2 separate regions of the Xenopus laevis genome follow, and region 2 is linked to region 1. The links are chromatin contacts, called in public Hi-C maps. All regions are on one chromosome and are shown on one strand. Each heading gives the region's core, a stretch centred on a gene start, on an enhancer-like site or on the middle of the called end of the contact. The rest is flanking DNA. Distances are from core to core; before and after follow the strand shown. Region 1 overlaps dnajc1.L (dnaJ homolog subfamily C member 1). Region 2 has its middle 19 kb from the start of skida1.L.

Region 1 (2,700 bases), core at 138-2,637:
TTTTTCTTACATGCACTAACACACACACTTATTTTAATTGGGAAAAGTAACCAGATAGCTCACATAGTCGGTTTGTTTTGTTTCTACTTGAGAGTGCCTTATATAGTTCTTATCCAGTTTTTAATCCTTTTAATTCCCTGGTCATTTCATGCATCTGTTGCCATGTGTTTCTGCAGAACAGAAAGATGCTCCTGGCAGCCACATTTAAAGTGTTATTAAAATCCAAATGTTAAAATCTCGAAAAATTTGTTGTTTTTTTTCACTAGAGAACTTTTTTAGAGGAAAAAAAAACCTAATTTTTTTCCAAGATTTATTTTACCATGATGCTGCGAAAATTTGCCATCTCAGATCTGTTGAGCTCCTATATAAGTCAATGAGAGAGGCACCTATCTCTATCTGAAGTTTTCATGGTCTGTGCTGGGTTTAGCAGAAAAATCCAACTTTTTCATGGTTTTTGGGCAAAAACTCGCAAAATTCAAGCAATTCAGGACTGAAAAATTTGAATGTTTCAGGTTTTCACTATATTTTATAGAGATTTTCCATGATCCAATTAAATCGAGTTTTTATTTCATTAATAAACAAGCTAGAATTGGGCATGGGAGTTTGGTGGTGATTTTTTTTTTTCCAAGATAATTCGGATTTTAATAAATAACCCCTAAATGTCAGGGCCCATAGCAAACTGTAGAAGGTGACTAATTGTTAATGTAAAATTTCCTCATTTGACTTTAGCTTTAAGGCCACATTATATTTAAACAAGTTGATCCTGTTTCTCTTGCAGAAAATAATGCTCTAATTTATTTAATATATAAATGAAATTAAAAAAAAGTTTTGGGGCAGACACCGCTTTAAATATGTAAGTAAAGACTGCGTTTTTAAACCAAAAAAGTCCTGGAATTGTAATCTCCCAGAATACTGAATATATGTTAAATGTGTTATTGTCACAAAGGATAGGAAGGAAATTGATACACACTACTAGACTCTCTAAAAATGTCTTTCTCTGTGACATTAGAGTGTATCTGCCTTCTATCATAATATGTGGAACTTTTACATTTTTAGAATATATTATACAATTCTAATTGTGTTTGGCATAAAGCGTATGTTCCTGCATGACCTCCTAGCCCTGCAGTTGAACAGGATAATAACAGAAAACGCATGGCAGAGTCCTGTATGGTGTATGTTTGCAGGAAGCATTTAGATTCCACAAGGTTTTTAGGGGCACACATTTTTATGTTAATGTCCCTGTAGCCATAGATGTAAGTTAGTCCTATCAGTCTGAGTGTTAGTCTGAAACATTCAACTGCTTCGTTATAGATTTTTCAGAGGATTTCTTGAGAACTGCTTTGCCGGCCAAGCCACGCACCCTCTTCATCAATCACCACTGGGTGTTTCACATCTGTACTCGGCAAATACTATTTTCTGACAGTCGCCATTCACAGCGTTGCACTGGTCTGATGGAAATAAAAAGAAAACTCAGATTTCCTAAGCTGCCACTTCAGTTTTGCCATTACCTTTTGAGTTGGCTAAACTGCTTTGTTGGCCTGGGTGTGTATTTATGTACTTGCCTCTTTTTAAAGTTCTAACGTGGAGCATGAAAAAGTGCAGCAAATTAACCCCTGCTGCTCTTCCTTAACAGGACAGTATTTGTCTATATCTGTCTAATAATTATAGCTTGGGTTGTCCCCTTCACTCAGTATTAATTTCAAAAGGAAACTATACTACATTTAGGGGGTTATTTATCAAAGGTCGAAGTTTAGAGTTTTGTATACCTCGAATGAACCCAAATTAACTCACAACTTGAATGGTTTCTAATTTAAAAAAAAAAAAAAAAATTAAAGAGATTGGGGTTAACAACCTGAAAACTTTAATTGTTCAAGTTTTTGGTTGGAAAAAAAATAATTTATTAAATTAATCGAATTGATCGAATTGTCATGCAAAACCCACTCGAAACATCATGCAGGCTGTTAACATCTTCAAATGGTTCAAGGGACCTCTGCCGTTGACTCCTACATGACCTTGACAGGTTTTAGATGGTTTATTTTTGAATTCGAGTTATTTCCATGGTCGGGGTATAATAAATCTCGAAAAATTAAATTTTTTTTTTATCCCGAAAATGGGAATTTTGACAAAAAAAAGTGGGAAAACAACTTAATTCTTAATAAATAACCCCCGCCATTTTTTCCCACTCCTACCTTGACAGAGGTGATGTTGTACATTCTTCTTAGTAATTATAGACACCTACCGGTATATAGTGAAATCCTTAGCATTCGGCTGCACAGTAGGCTTAAGAGGATGTGCTCAAATAAAGAAGCAGCATTGCATTTTTTTTGACATATTCAAACTAGCAAACACTATTTAATTGGATCACAACAATTTGAGGATGTGAAAACACTTTGCCCTTTAACAATTTTTTTTTAATACAGGTATGGGATCTGTTATCTGGAAACCTGTTATTCAGAAAGCTCTAAATTACAGAGAAGCCATCTCCCATAAACTCCATGTTATCCATATAATCCAAATTTTTTAAACAGTACCTTGTACTGGATCCAAACTAAGAAATAATTAATCCTTATTGGAAGCAAAACCAGGCTATTGGATTTTTTAATGTTTACATGATTTTCTAGTAGACTTAAGGTATGAAGATCTAAATTAACGAAAGAGACATTATCTGGAAAACCCCATGTCCAAAGCATTCTGGACAGC
Region 2 (2,700 bases), core at 108-2,607, 300 kb after region 1:
TCTACCCTGATTTTCTTAGTACATAGAATACATAGTTACCCTAAATTGATCACAACCCCTCTGAAATACATATACTTTGATACATGTTTCTCCATATTTAGGGACCAAGGGAGTTTGCCTTTCAGAAGAACCACAGTCACCAACCCATGGCATTTATTAATAACAATGCAGTAAAGGAACCAGAGAACCCAGGGTTGAATGTATCCAATAAAACAAAGCAGCATTAGTAGGAGAGGGTGCAGTTATAGACAACAGTAACCAGATCTGCCTCTACACCTGCGCCTTCAGCCCCTACAGCACGTGATTGTTTCCTTACAAAAAACCCCCCACCCTTACATTGCACCCACAGCTTCATATTCCACATCAGCTTCATTAAATAATCCTCTACAAAGTGACCTCTCACTCCAAGGATGTTAGCTATTAATCTCAACTATCCTGGAATAATTCGTTACAATTAATCACTAGTAAATATACACAAATTAAATGTGTGTCACTAGACTGTTTCCCTTGAACTGCACAATATCAGTCTTTCTGAATATCAGTAAATATCAGTATCTCCATCCACCTAATCGAAAGAAAGTGGCACATTCCAACAACTTTATTTGGTCCTGGTGGAGCAAAATATTTGTAAATAACAAACAGTTACAGTCACTCACTTGGGTTAAAGAAAAGGAAGTATTATTTGTTTGGGAGATTGTCAGAATTTCATGTTACACACACACACACACATACAAACAAATAAATAACTATGTAGCAGAAGCCTGACAGCAGTTATGTGAGATTCCTATTAACAGATGAAGATCTGGTGGTGACAAGCAGAAAATAAGGAGAAGGTATTAGTTGGGAATCATAAGCTGCGGGCAGGGGCTGCGTGTAAACCAATATGAACCCTGTAATTAAACAGGATTTAATCATTTAGGCAGCTCATCTACGGGAATCCGTGCTGCTCCTCCCTTTTCACTTTGTACGATTATTTGCAACACTTTTAAGAAAAAGCAAAAGGCGCTTTTGTTTTTTTGTTTTTTTTTTCCTTTAGCGCTCAGGGTGCTGTTCACCCATTGTGACATCAGGGTGCTGTTCACCCATTGTGCCATCACTCGCTAAAGCCTTGTGAGAAAGGATCCTGTCTGTCCGTGTTGTTGGGCTGCAAAATATACAGAGCAAAAAAAAAAAAAATAATAATAACAAAGCAGCAGAACTGATGGGATCCACCAAAGGGAATCTCCCAGTGAAAGATCAGGGCTGCGCTTTCTCCCCCCCGGATAATGGGCAGATTCCGTGTGACTGATCAGAGAGCCGGGCTATTGTGTCATATAATGAGTGGAAGCCTAGTGACGTGGGAGTGGAACAATAGCAGCCCTCAATCCGTCGCTTTGATTGACATTCGGGTACTGTATGACCTCAGGGAATAGGACTCATTAGAGGGGACTGCGCTGGGACATCAACTGGGATTACAAGGCTGCTGCCCCTCTAATCCAAACTCCATATTACATGAGCCTGGAAATACCTCTTTAACAGACATGATAGCTAAAAACTCTTTAATTATTCCTATCTTGCCAGGAAACGTACAACCAGCCCATCTATTCCTACAGCACAAGATGAACAGAGTATATTGCACAACCCCACACTGCAGCAACAATGATATGAAAATACATTGTTCTGCTTAAAACACCTGGAAATACATTGTTCAGGGAAAATATAAAAAAAAAAAAGAATCCATTGTTCTGCTTATAATATCATTTTGCAGCACTATGTTAAACCCACCTCTGTTTTTATACAATCATGAACTACAACTCCCAACATCCCCTGTAGAAACTGCGCAGTCACTATCTGTGTATATATTTATTTAGTTAAAGGAAAGGGGTTGTTCACCTTTGAGTTCATTTTTACCCTCATGTAGAGAGTGATTTTCTGAGAAATTTGTAATTCGGTTTCATTTTTTTTATTATTTGTAGTTTTTTGAGTTATTTAGCTTTTTATTCAGCAGCAGCAGCAGTTTGCAATTTTAACCTTTTGGTTGCTAGGGTCCAAATAACCCTAGCAACCATGCACTGATTTGAATAAGAGACTGGAATAGGAATAGGCGAGGGCCTGCAAAGAAAAATCAAAAGTAGCAATACAAATAAATGTGTAGCTTTATAAAGCATTTTTTTTAAATGTGGTCAGCGACCCCTATATGAAAGCTGGAAAAGGTCAGACAAAGAAAGACAAATCATTACAAAAAGAAAACTATGCAAAATAAATAATGAAGACCAATTGAAAAGTTGCTTAAAATCTATTCTATTATAGAACGTAAAGGTGAACCAATCCTTTATTTAAAGAGACCCTCCTGCATTAAACCAGATGGGATTCCTGCACCTATCATGGTAAAACATTCACAGTGACTACATTTAAGACACATACAATTGGGAATGGTGTTCTGGGACCAATGTTCTACCTAAAATTCCACCGAACCTACCGGGTGTATTCATTAAATAATCCACAATCCATCACCCAAACGGCTGTGCAAATGGGGTCCAGGAGAATTTGGGATAGAATTTGATGGGAAAAGGCCTCTCCCCTTGTAGGTAAACATATCACTCACAGTTGCACCTCATCTCCCAAATAGGAACAAGCTGTGTGATTGAACAAATCGCATGTACAAGATTCTAGGCATTACTGAGATACTTGGCTGGACTGAAAGATACGATTGTCACAGGG

What was found. A called contact is a pair of places that touch in the nucleus more often than the background predicts.
Region 2: a Hi-C map of the XL177 cell line shows a contact between it and region 1, with 3 times the contacts expected there. The contact joins two enhancer-like sites. A contact is called at or near these places in 2 of 4 Hi-C or Micro-C datasets (the XL177 cell line and the XTC cell line).

Annotation. Positions count from the first base shown.
Region 1 is chr6L:26,413,039-26,415,738 of Xenopus_laevis_v10.1, forward strand. The region is part of intron 1 of dnajc1.L (dnaJ homolog subfamily C member 1); the gene reads left to right. Among protein-coding and RNA genes, the nearest start is that of dnajc1.L, 17 kb to the left of the region's middle. Within about 2 kb of position 1,388, at least 1 of the 7 cell types and tissues checked has an H3K27ac peak or open chromatin away from gene starts, as enhancers often do.
Region 2 is chr6L:26,708,939-26,711,638 of Xenopus_laevis_v10.1, forward strand. No RefSeq gene overlaps it. Among protein-coding and RNA genes, the nearest start is that of skida1.L, 19 kb to the left of the region's middle. Within about 2 kb of position 1,358, at least 3 of the 7 cell types and tissues checked have an H3K27ac peak or open chromatin away from gene starts, as enhancers often do.